3 separate regions of the Mus musculus genome follow, and all the other regions are linked to region 3. A link is a contact called in public Hi-C and HiChIP or PLAC-seq data. All regions are on one chromosome and are shown on one strand. Each heading gives the region's core, a stretch centred on a gene start, on an enhancer-like site or on the middle of the called end of the contact. The rest is flanking DNA. Distances are from core to core; before and after follow the strand shown. Region 1 overlaps Clec16a (C-type lectin domain family 16, member A). Region 2 overlaps Clec16a (C-type lectin domain family 16, member A). Region 3 overlaps Clec16a (C-type lectin domain family 16, member A).

Region 1 (4,193 bases), core at 350-2,849, 160 kb before region 3:
ACCCATTTTGCTATTGCCAAATTTCTTTAAATTGTAAAGGCAGAATAATGTATTATATGTATATACCCACTTTCTTTTTTAATTTTGCGTCTCTTCTTGTCATATACTGATTATACATTACAGATTCATTATGGCATTTTTGTACATGCATATGAAATATTTTATCATATTCAATCCCGTTACACTCTCTTGTCCCATCTCACGCCTGATGATCTGCTTCCCTTTCCCCACTAATTCCCCTGCTGCTTTCATTTCCTTTTTTATTTTTCCCAATGACCAGGGAATTTCAGTAGGGCTCTATACAGGAGCATGTGGGTCCTCCCACCCTCGAGGATCATCGGCCCATACAATCCACAGGGCAAAGGGAGCAGAGATGATGGGGTTGGGGATCTGGAAGCCCTGTGAGTCCGTACAGTGAGTGACTACGCTGGAACCACCCTCGGGGCAGATCAACATTACTTAGGGTGATTGAAGGCTTATAAAGTGTTAGGGGGGCTGAGGGTAGGGACATGCAGGATGGGCGGAGGTGATTGGCTGGGGGGCTTAGGGTACCCTAAGCATGGGGAAGCATTTCAGGGATCTCAGGTGTTGGCTGAACAGGTTTTGTCAAAACCTGTAACCAAACTAAGGCTACCTAACATTCCTCAGAGAGAGGGTTTTGGATTTTCCAGACAAGGTTAGAAAAGGAGAAGATCCACTAATGAAGTGAGTCTCCCATATTCTGCTGATCCCAGAGGCTCTCTAGTCATGGTGGACTTCATCATTAATTAGCAGAGTTTTCCCACAAGAGCATGGGCACCTTACCAGTAGCTACACAACTAAAGAAAATGTTTCTCTGTTTCCCAGAAACTATTACTGCCAATAAGTCCTCACAGAAGACAGAGCAGAGCCTGCACCTCTCCTCCCAACTACCATTAACTGACAGACAATATGTCATCAGGAGGGGTGCGGCCTCGTGAGCTCCCTGACTTCATGACACAACATTGGTAGGTCAGGTCTTATGCACGTCATCACAGCAATTATGAGCTCAGAGTGCAGCAGCCCCATCATGCTTGGGACACAGTTTTCCACAGCACTCCACTCCATCCTCTAGCTCTTACATTTCCCACCTTCTCCATGATGTTCCTTGAAGTTTGAAGGAGGAGGATGTGAGTGTCCCATTCTGACTAAGCATTCAGCAATCATTCACGTCTACCCATTTTCTTTATTACTTCATCTGCTAGCTTGCAGACTTCTAAAGGACATTTTTTAGTGAGGTAATTGTAGATTTGCATGCAGCTGTAAGAAATAACACAGAGATTGTCCCTGGTTTTATCCCATGTGGATGCCTACAGAACTACAGTACCTGACCACAAGTAGGACACAACAAACAGGCTGTGGTTTGCAGCTTAAGCAAAAGCACAGAGCAGATGGCAACTGGCCACCTCTCAGATGGCTCTCAGGAGGTCTGTCCTTTTTCCCCATGGTCTCCTCTTGGGGCAGAGGTCCAGCCTCCACTGTGGGAGACACACCCACTGGTTGCATGAGTGGCTGAACAGAAGGAGCTGGCACTTGAGAGGCTGGTTTCTCTGTAGGTGTTAGATCAAAGCCCCACCTTCTGATGCCTGTAGATGGAAATCCTAGACTAGCTGCCAAGGTAACTGGCAGTTGTGAATTGTTTAACAGTAGTCCTGTGCAAGTTGCCTGCCTTCCCTCTGAGTGACAACAGTCTCCTACTATTTCCTGCCTGGCTCGGATGTGGTTGATCAAACTTGTTTTAACTTCTTGGTCTTTTTTACCCTACTTTCTCCTTCCTGTAATTTGTAGATAAGTTACTGGTATTGCTTCATTTTTACCAGCAGACCTCTTGCAAACCCAAACCAAAATTGGAGAGAAGCAGAGGAGAGACAGAATTATACTGAAGGGCTATAATTTAGGGTTAAATTTAACACAGATCAGAATAGGCAGATAAATGTCTAATTGAAATTCCTGTGTGCATTACCATCATATGGTAGGCAGGCAGGCATGACGCTGGAGCAGGAGCTGAGAGCTTACATCTTATCTACAAGTTGGAGGCCTGGTGTGGGCTTTGAAGCACAGTGCACACCTCCAGCAAGACCACACCAGCTAATTTCTTCCTAAATCATTCAACTGGGAACTAAACATTCAAAACTATAAGACAGTGGGGGCATTCTCATTCGGACTACCACACATACCCAAGAGTGGCAACTCATATGGTAGCCTCTTCTATTGTTTGCAAAGTGATTATGGGTTGGAACTGGGGATGTGCTTCGGTACCTGTAGGTGTTTTTTTAGGTTACCGAAAGACGGAGTAACACCAGAAATGGAGTCCAGGCTGATGTTTAACTTACTGTATCGCATGGGGTAGTTGGTCTTAGGTTTATCATCTTTCTGCTTTACCCTCATGAGTTCAAGGGTACTCAGTGCTGGAATAAATGAGGCAGCAAGGCCAGGGACAGCAGTCATGAGGTGCTTGTGACTTTGTTGTGAAGACTCTCAGCATGCTGTTTCTTGTGCTGTTCACATGTTACACTCTGCATCTGGTACCTGCAGCAGTGAGTGCCTCAAGGTGTCCCAGGTTGAGTTAGTCTGCGTCTCCAGGCCTCAGTCTTATTGCTTCTACAGCTAGAATAACAAACATGGCTTTGAAGGGAGGGCTTCTGCTATGTGTAGTGTTTGTTCTTAGGTCTAGCACCAGTTGGTGCAGGAATGTTAGGTGAGGCTGTACAACCTCATCCCCTATATGGGGCCTATATAAGTGTGCGTGGGTGGGCACGCTGTTGTTGGAACTGAACTATATTCAGCAGGCGCTTGGGGAAGCACTTCAGATGCAGGCAAGGGCATAAAGAGGGCAGGAAGCATCAGCAATAACAAGTGACAGAGACTGCTAAGACTAGAGTAGACATTGCCATTGGTGACAGTGAGCTAAACCCTCAGCTTGCACTCTGCTTTCCAACTTAACCACCAGGTTTCACCTCTAGGTGGTGCAAATATTTTATCACTCATATGTGTGCCAGGACTGGCTGGCTGGGAGTTCAGAATATCAGCTAAGAGACAGAATAGCTTTTTCCCTCCGAATTAGTCATTGACTATATCTGTAGGTGTCAGGTGAGCCAGTTGGGAAGGTACCCAAATGGTTCTCTGGGGAGTGCATGTGCATCTGTATGTTACTTACACTTCTCTTTATGGCTCCTGCCATTCCTCTGCTTAGCAGAAAACCCTACCAGGATAAGATGTATACAGTCATCATCTGAGACCACAGGAGCCTGGCTTCTTTGGGTCATGTGTTTGCTGGCTCAGAGTGTCAGAGACCATCTCGGGGACCCTTGGCTCTGTCACAGGGCTGCTCTGGGATTTGGGTGTCCTGCTGAATGCCTTGGTAGGAGTTTATCTTCCAGCTGGGATGGGAGCTCCAAGGCACACGTGTTTTAGTGAGAGGGCTGTGAATACCAAAAGGAGCAAACAGACCTGTAGAGTCAAGGGCCATCACTAACTCAGTCACATGCATTCTCACAAGAGAATGGGTCTCAGAATAGTCTTTTCTATGCAGCCACTGTGGAATCTCAGCTCCTGGACATCCTGTAAGAAGAGGATCTGAGTGCTGAAGGAAATGCTGGAGTGTTCTCATGCCCCATACGTCAAGAAAGACAGCATTGCATTAGCTTTAGGGACTCACCCTGGGCATAAGTTGGGCTTGGTAGCTAAAAGGAATCCTGTTGTATTGAGACTCTAGACAGGAAGTCTCTACCAAGGCTGAAGGTATCTTGGACTAAAGACCAGGACCCTGTTCCTGGTCCAACAGGGATAGACCCCCCCCCAAGACACTCATCACTTCTGGTATGTGTATGCTGTGCCTTTTCTGGATTTTGTTACCAGAGTGGCCTCTCTGGGTGCTTGCAGTTCTTAACAAGATGTTTGAGTTACTCTAGTGTGGTTCAATGTATTTATCATTTTTTTCAGAAAGTAACTGTAGGTGTCTCCTCTGTGTCAGGCGTCATTCTAGGCACTGGAGATAGACCAGTAAATCTAAGACCCTGCCTCATAGGAAGAGAGAGAAATAGTGCTAACTATAGTAACCGTCACAGCAAAGACACCAGAGGCTTGGCTCTAGGAAAGCAGCAGCAAAGTGGAGACAGGACAAGTCACAACAGCGTGTTCACAGTGGTAGGAAGGTGATGTGCGAACCTAGACTT
Region 2 (4,158 bases), core at 1,246-3,745, 180 kb before region 3:
ATCAGGCCGTTATGTGTGTGTGCAGCTGCTACAGACCTTGAACATTCTCTTTGAGAACATCAGCCACGAGACATCGCTCTGTAAGGACACTCCTTGCCGTTTGCCTGTGTACTGCTCAGTGTCGGATGGTTCCATGTGTCTGCGTCCCACTCATTTTAGTCTGCCCAGGCTTTATCCCAATAGGCTTAGTGGCGTGTGTTTGCCCACTATTCTGGAAGACGGATATCCACTTTGAAGCTGAGGTCAGGGCTGGTTTCTGGTGGGGATTTCTTTTTAGTTTATAGACAGCTGCTGTCTGAGTCTGTTTTCTTTTACTGTAACAAATTCACTGAGACTAAGTAATTAAAAATATCTTTTATTTCTTATGTGCATGGGTGTTTTGCCTGCACATATATCTATAATCCATGTGAGTGTCTAATGCCTGCTGAGGGTATTGGATACCCTGGAACTAGAATTAAAGATGATTATGAGCCATCATGTGGGTTCTGGGAATCCAACCCAGGTCCTCTCAAAGAGCAGCTGGTGCTCTTAACCACCAAGTCATCTCTTAAGCTCTGAGAAACTAGGTCATTTAAAGAAATGAGCTTTATTTTGGCTTAAGATTTAGAAGGCCAAGAAGTTCAAAATTAGGTATCCATGCCTTGTGAGAACCTTCTGCTGCTTCAACTCACAGTCAAAAAGGCTGTGTAAAAGAAACCATATATTTGCTCAGTAAGCGCATGGTAACCTGATTTCTTTTAATCTGTGAGCTTTACAGAGCAGGTAATCCCCATTGCAATGCTTCAAGTGTTTCTTTAAAATTTGTGTTGCATTTACCTCTTTGCGTGCTTCTCTGCATGTGAGTGTGTGCACACGGCCACACTGCAGAGTGCACGTGGCAGTGGAAGAGATGTGAGTGTGTGCACACGGCCACACTGCAGAGTGCACGTGGCAGTGGAAGAGATGTGAGTGTGTGCACACGGCCACACTGCAGAGTGCACGTGGCAGTGGAAGAGATGTGAGTGTGTGCGCACGGCCACACTGCAGAGTGCACGTGACAGTGGAAGAGATGTGAGTGTGTGCGCACGGCCACACTGCAGAGTGCACGTGACAGTGGAAGAGATGTGAGTGTGTGCGCACGGCCACACTGCAGAGTGCACGTGGCAGTGGAAGAGATGTGAGTGTGTGCGCACGGCCACACTGCAGAGTGCACGTGACAGTGGAAGAGATGTGAGTGTGTGCGCACGGCCACACTGCAGAGTGCACGTGACAGTGGAAGAGATGTGAGTGTGTGCGCACGGCCACACTGCAGAGTGCACGTGGCAGTGGAAGAGATGTGAGTGTGTGCACACGGCCACACTGCAGAGTGCACGTGACAGTGGAAGAGAGGTAACCGTTCTCCTTTTGTCGGTGGAGTTCGGCATTGGTGGCAAGAGCCTTTACTTTCTGAGCTCTCTTGTCAGCTTGCAGGAACTTGCTCTTAAGGTAACTAACTCGTCAAGGGCCAGGAGAGGAGAAATTCACAGTGAGAAAGATATTAACCCACTCATGACAGCTTCACTCCATCACCTAAATACCACTCATAAGCCTTACTTCCTAACGTGGCCTCATTTCAGGAATAGAGGTTAGGACTCATGAAACCTGGGGCCACATTAGACCTTAGCTACCTTCTCACAGTACCTGGCCCCGCCTGTGAGAGAATGAAGTCAGAGAGCTCAACCTCTGGTCTCTCTGACTCCATGGGGCACTAATTCTGTCAGGGGTGGAGCCTGACCCTGCAAACTCATTTAATCGTAATTACCCTGTCATCACATGTAGTCACACTGGAAACGACATGTGCAGCTTTTGACTATGTTGAGGGTAGTTCAGTGTGGTAGGGTTCCATGAAGGACTCCTGCTGATTGACTTGCCATCCCCTCAGCATGGTTCAATTTCAAAGATCTAATGACTGAGGAGTACATAGGCCAGCACTTCTAAGAGCAATGGAGAAGGCAGAGAGGTCTTAGGGGTGCCTCTGCTTCAGTTTTGTTGCCCAGCAAGCAAGAATTTAACTCAGTTCAACCCTCAGCCCCATTTATTCTTCTGAGAGGCAGGGGCTACGGAGGCTCTTGTTATAACTCCAAGAAAGTTTGAGTCATGGACCCAAAGTAACCAGTACAGCACATTCAGAGTAGAGGAGAGATTTTAGCACAGGAGAATACACTCAGTGGTCCTCAGTGTGGTGCTGGCATTTTCTGGAGCTGCTCTTAGTTGTCATAGTCCATCCGAGTAGAGGGAGGCTGCAATCCCCAGGGCAGACCTTCAGCAGAGCATTACCAGACCCTTATCTATGCTGGGACTGAGCCAGCCTAATTTCATTCTGTGCTAGTTACTTACTCCAAATGCAGCACAGTGCAGGTCCTGCTCTTGAAAGCAAGAGAAAAAACGGTGGAGCGCCCAGAGCAAAGGCAGGTACTGACTTCTTGGGGCAAATCAAGTTGCTGGGTGGTGGTGACCTTAGCAGTGGCCACTAGGTGGTGCTGTAGCCACAGAGCCCTCCTCCTCCTCCCCCTGACCACAGATGGTGCTAATTCACATCTCCCTGTGTGGTTTCCCTTGTTATCAGCTTCTGTTTCGCTGGATCTGGAATAAGTGTGGTTTCTGAGCTCAGAGGGGAAGATCCAGCTCTGAGGTGCAGGCTCAGGAATGTTCTGAGGCCATTGGGACAATTCCAAAGTCTTGACCTTTAATATGGGGTCTTTGGAGTTTTATCTTGGTGACCCTTTTGAAATCCATTTAGGGCTAGGATTAACAGTACGTCCTTTGAAAGTTTTAGCTTCTTGGTGAAGTACCTTGAAGATCTGATGTAAATCCTTTGAGGTGGCCTCTGCTGTGCAGCTGACATGTACATCACCTTTCAGAACTTCCTGTCTGAGGATTTCAGACCTCTAGGTCGGAGCCATTAGCTGTCATCACGGGTCACCAATCTGTAATGGAGAACTTAGCTGCCTCACAGGGCTCTTGTGACCTTTATTCCAGTCTCCCCACTTCTCCAGACATGGCTCCTGATGACCCTCTCTGCCCTCTGCATTGGTGCTATTTCAGATTCGATACAAAAGTGATCCGACATGTGCATGGCTCTAAAAGGAAGTGGGAGCAGTGTGGGAGCTGCCTGCAAAGCCCAGCAGACACACACCTTTGGCTTTCAGGACAGTTTATTAAAAGTAGCTTTTGAGGCAGTGTTCTCTTTGTAGTGTAGTTTGGCCTCAAACTCTCAGTCTTCCTGCCTCAGCTTCCAAAGTGCTGGGATTAAAGGCATGGGCCACAACACCCAGCTCTGCTTCAGTCTCTGAGTGCCACCATCACAGTATATGTATGCCATATGCCCTGCTGCTTTTATTTTTACTTTTTAGTTTTAGTGGGGGAGTCATTGTAAAACAGCATAACATAGTCACAGAAGTGCAGTCAGGTGCCTGTAGCCTCCCACCCTGCACCCAGCCATGCAGGCCGTCCTACTCACTCTGCTGTTCCTGCATGTGACTCGCCCTGATCTATATTGTTATTAAATGAACCTGACTGTGGGCATCTAGGTGCTTTCCAGGTTCTCACTATTACGCTATTACAGGGAGGCATTGCACAGATGCTACTGTTGCCTCTTTGTTTGGTGACCTAAGTAACAGAGGCCCAAGAGACTGAGATTACTTACTGACTCCCAGGTTTATTATAACAGAATACCACAGAATGTCAGCCACAGTGAGGGGGTAGTAGAAAAATCCCAGCCACACAGTGGGCCCCTTTACTGATCCCTAACCCCCCACAGAACCTTGTAGAGGACTTAAAAAAGCCCCTGTGAGGAGCAGATGAACCTTGTGGCTGTCTCAGGTGTAGAATGTAGCCAGACTTTCTTCACACACCTTAAGCTGCTAGCTTTTGTGCCATTTGTGGCCCAGAAGCAACTGGCCTATAAATACAGAACTTACTGAGATGTCCTAATTTCCTCCTCCTGTTCCCATTGCCAGATCACAAGTGTTCCAGTTGTCAGAAGCACCTAAGTATTATGTTACATGGTAAATCACAGGTGGATAAGTAAGTTGGGGACAGTTTTAACAGCAAAGAGGGGGAGGTAGTGTGGCTATGACAACATTCAGACGCAGTGATGAGAGAGACCAGACACTGACAGCCTCATCCTGTTTCTATGAC
Region 3 (3,703 bases), core at 1,148-3,647:
TCTTTCCAGTGCTCCCATCACTGTAAGCGTCACCAGAAGAGGTGAGCCGGCTCTCCTTGTCAGGGCCACTACTGCTGCCATCCTGGGACATTCTCCTGCTTGCTGACATGTCCATGTGCTGACAGTGTGTGTTGGCATCAGCCCTTCACTTGGCTTTCTGTTCGACAGCTGTTTGGAGATTTGCATCAGCTTGCTACATGGAGCCCTTCCTTCCTTCCCACAGCACTTGCCTGCCAGTCCAGCCTGTATACAACCAGTCCACATCATTTCTGGAAGCCATCACTTACTTTACAAAGGCCTTTGAGAGCCCACCCTAAAGCAGCAGATCCCATCTGAGGGGCTCAGCTTCCTAGTACTCTCACAGGCAGAGGCTGGAGGCTCCGCAACCCTCCTGGGAACACAAGCTTGCTGTGGCTACCACTCTTGCTGTGGCTCTCTCTGCCTCCCCAGCTCATGCCCAAACCCCTCTTCTCCAGTCCCAAGTATGTAGCCTTTAGGTCTGGAAGCCTCAGCAAAGCAGAGGTGCCAAAGGTCCACCAAGTCACCTTTGCTGCTCAAGCTTTGAGCAGAGCATGGCCTCTCTGTGCCTTCCTTGGGAAACCTGCCCTGCTTCTCTTTCTTTGCCCCCTTGGTTAGATAAATTTGCTGCCCATTTTCAGGAAATAATTTCCAGTATAGACAGCAGTAGAAGGTGGGAGCAAAAGGACATTCCTTTTTTTTTTTTTTCTATTAAAATAACTAGGGGTATTTTTTAAAGTGGAAAAAACAGCCCTTTTAACAAAAAGTTGCTACTTTTCTAAAGCAGCCATTTGTGTGGCATTGTTGGTTATTTTGCTTTTTTGATGGATTTGAAGGTGTGTTTGACCATGGTCTCCCTGCCTTCATGATTATTCTCATCCGCAAAAGCCCCACTAGAGAACCAGGAAAGAGGTAAGAACCCAGGAAGGCAGCGTTTCTGTCCCCATCACCAATAGCAGGACAATTCCATTTGCAGCGGGGGTCATTTCCAAGCTGCCTAGTCACAGCCTCTCGTGGAGGCCTTCCCAGGCAGGCTCAGACCTGTCCCAAAACTTTGAAAAAGGTCACTGAGCAGCTGAGTGCCACTTAGACATGGAGGGTTCACACAGGGTCACAACAGGAACCTGAACTAAAGCCAGCCCAGCTCCCAAGCATGGCTCGTACAGTGAGACAAGTCAGTAGTTAGCGGAGACTGTGAGCAGCGAGGGACGGCGGTGTGAGCACAGCAGTCTGCACAACAGACACCTCTGTCTCTTTTTGCACCAGTTCTCACTGACACCCACAGCCCCCAAGCAAGGGCGGGCCCAAAGCCATGGGAAGTGGCTCTCTCTAGACTCCTGCTCTCTCCTTCCTGTGTTAAGAAAGGACACTGGGTAAAGGAGCTCCTGGGCAAACATTTGGCTAGCATTGTGCCTGAGGCCCTGGGTTCCATCCCCAGCAGTCCAAAAACCAAAGTACAGCTCTTAGAAGGAACGGAACTGACTGACCCTTCCATCTTCCCAGAGTCCAGAAGGAAGGCACACGGCAGCATGTGCTGGCGTGCTGGCTGAGCAAGCGAGCGAGCGAGCAAGCGGCATGCGCTTTCCTCCCCTTTGGCTCCCCTGCTTGCCACCATTCCTCATGTTGCCTGCTTTTATTCTGTTCTTCGTTCTTCCATCCTTTGGCTCTGTGTTTGGTTTGCTTTTCTGTTTTATTTTGGCTTTAGAAAACAAAATGAAGTCACCAGAATAACATTGAACTAAAACTACATCCCATCTGCCCCAAATCCCCTCATGAAGCTCTAGGACTGAACAGTTGCCATCTTCTTCGGAGGCCTGTTAACCCTAGAATCCATACAGATATGAACGTGTAGCCAAGCCACATCCCTAGCACCTCCTCTCGGGGTCTTAAAGTCCCCAGGCTGAAGTGCTGAATGGCTCTTCCCTTGAATGCCACACATTCCTGGCTGGCATCATTGAAAAGCAAGTGGCCTGCATCTATCCAGTCTCCAAGGGTTTAATAAAGAACCAAACAAACAACAACAACAACAATTCTACACTGGGTGCTCGTTTTGGCAGCACATATACTAAAAATTCCACATTGGGTGGAGGCTAGCTCAGTAGTGGCCCTGGGCAAGCCCATCTGCTTGGTGGGTGCAAGCTTAGTGCCTGCAGAAGGCGGAAGCTCACAACAGTACAAGATTTTAGAAACTAGAACATTCTACCTTTTAAAAAAAAAAAAAAAAAAAAAAAAAAAAAAAAAAAAAAGCTGTTACACTGGATTCCTTGGCAAATATCTCCAAATGTAGGCTCTGGAAATAGCCTGGGATTGTAGAGACGCCCCAACCTGTTTGCTTTCAGTTTCTGTATTTACCATTAGGCAATGCTCCAGACTCTCTGCCTGCACACAGAGCCTGCCCAGACCAGGTTTCACTTTCAGTATTCAGGTGTTGATTTCAGACAAGGCCTGAGTTTTCACAAGTCAGGTACCCAAGATCCTAACACACTATCCCTAGGCCTAAGTTAGATGAAGCTAGGAGCTTCTGGGTCCCATCAAGGAGTTGGTGGAACAGGCATGCCCCTAATATTAGCAGTCTCCCCACAGAGTTTTCCACCCTGGTGCAGTGCAGGAGTGGCAGGTGCCAGCTGAGTACAGTGTCACTGGAGCTGAGAGTATCTCTGTTTTCCTTCCCACCTAGATGCCCCCACGACTCCAGAACAGCCTCAGCCTCACCTAGACCAGTCAGTGATTGGGAATGAAATGGATGTCAACTCCAAGCCCAGCAAGAACTCATCGGCCAGGAGCTCTGAGGGGGAGACAATGCACCTGTCCCCTAGCCTCCTTCCCGCCCAGCAGCCCACCATCTCCTTGCTCTACGAGGACACTGCTGACACACTGAGTGTCGAGTCACTGACCATTGTCCCCCCGGTCGATCCCCACAGCCTCCGAGCCCTCTCTGGCATCTCCCAGCTCCCCACACTGCCTGCAGCAGATACGGAGACCCCAGCTGAGGGTGCTGTAAACCCAGAGCCTGCGGAACCCACAGAGCACTGAGTGCGCCAGAGCTCTCCCTTTGTGTGTGCGGCCCGCTGGTAGGGACCCCCCATGCATTTTGTGACAGCAAGACACACTGGGAGCACCCACAATTCTCCGTGGCCCTGAAAACTGCCCCTCATACCTCTCCCTACAAGACAACCACCAAGCACTCATTTGCTCTGACCTCTCGCTGAGCAGGCTGGGATCCTAGAAACGGCCTCCTGTGTAGAGACGATGGCATTGGCCACCTCAGAGGGGTCTGGGGCCCTGCCCCTGATCCTGACAGCCGCAGGGGGCAGGACCCACTGGCACCGTCCTTTGGGCAGCTCCTTTGTCTTCCCTCCCAGTGTGCACAGAAGTGGACAAGGTTACTCTGGGTAGAAACCTGTGGAGAAGCAAACCTAGATAAGCATCTCCTCGAGCTAGTTATTTCTGGTTTTGGCAACAAATGAAGAGATTTATTTTAAAAGAATCTATTTTGGAGGAGGGGCAAAAAGAAAAAGCCCTCAACCATAAGGCTCGGAGTCTCATTAGAAGTGTCAGCTGTTAAGGTTCTCTGTCCTTAGAACTTTTCCATGTTTTTATTCTGAAGTTGTGGCTGTCACTTCCTCTGTTTTCCTGAGTGATTCTTCTTTCTCTGTCCCCAACTCTACAAGCCTGTGGGGTGATG

What was found. Hi-C and Micro-C count contacts between places; a contact is called where the count stands out from the background. HiChIP or PLAC-seq counts read pairs in DNA pulled down with a chosen protein or histone mark.
Region 1: a contact with region 3 is called in an H3K27ac HiChIP or PLAC-seq map of T-cell acute lymphoblastic leukemia, with 4 times the contacts expected there. The contact joins two enhancer-like sites. A contact is called at or near these places in 2 of 15 datasets of contacts at CTCF or cohesin (both in embryonic stem cells), 19 of 484 Hi-C or Micro-C datasets (CD4 T cells, the HL-1 cell line, Sertoli cells and 6 more), 6 of 115 datasets of contacts at active chromatin or transcription factors (DN3 thymocytes, T-cell acute lymphoblastic leukemia, Th17 cells and 3 more) and 1 of 9 other capture datasets (embryonic stem cells).
Region 2: a contact with region 3 is called in a Hi-C map of regulatory T cells, with 2.1 times the contacts expected there. The contact joins two enhancer-like sites. A contact is called at or near these places in 2 of 15 datasets of contacts at CTCF or cohesin (both in embryonic stem cells), 21 of 484 Hi-C or Micro-C datasets (CD4 T cells, the HL-1 cell line, Sertoli cells and 6 more), 5 of 115 datasets of contacts at active chromatin or transcription factors (T-cell acute lymphoblastic leukemia, cardiomyocytes, double positive thymocytes and 1 more) and 1 of 9 other capture datasets (embryonic stem cells).

What each region holds. Positions count from the first base shown.
Region 1 is chr16:10,583,777-10,587,969 of GRCm38.p6, forward strand. All of the region lies in intron 9 of Clec16a (C-type lectin domain family 16, member A), which reads left to right. Among named protein-coding and RNA genes, the nearest start is that of Clec16a, 41 kb to the left of the region's middle. Within about 2 kb of position 1,600, at least 64 of the 459 cell types and tissues checked have an H3K27ac peak or open chromatin away from gene starts, as enhancers often do. A contact at or near this core is called in T-cell acute lymphoblastic leukemia, Th1 cells, Th17 cells and 2 more, where this site is marked.
Region 2 is chr16:10,563,191-10,567,348 of GRCm38.p6, forward strand. Clec16a (C-type lectin domain family 16, member A) reads left to right here. Exons shown (of 23, transcript NM_001204229.1): 3 at 1-80. Among named protein-coding and RNA genes, the nearest start is that of Clec16a, 20 kb to the left of the region's middle. Within about 2 kb of position 2,496, at least 35 of the 459 cell types and tissues checked have an H3K27ac peak or open chromatin away from gene starts, as enhancers often do. A contact at or near this core is called in T-cell acute lymphoblastic leukemia and regulatory T cells, where this site is marked.
Region 3 is chr16:10,738,919-10,742,621 of GRCm38.p6, forward strand. It overlaps Clec16a (C-type lectin domain family 16, member A), which reads left to right. Exons shown (of 23, transcript NM_001204229.1): 23 at 2,696-3,703. The coding sequence ends at 3,051. Among named protein-coding and RNA genes, the nearest start is that of Socs1, 45 kb to the right of the region's middle. Within about 2 kb of position 2,398, at least 66 of the 459 cell types and tissues checked have an H3K27ac peak or open chromatin away from gene starts, as enhancers often do. A contact at or near this core is called in T-cell acute lymphoblastic leukemia, Th1 cells, Th17 cells and 2 more, where this site is marked.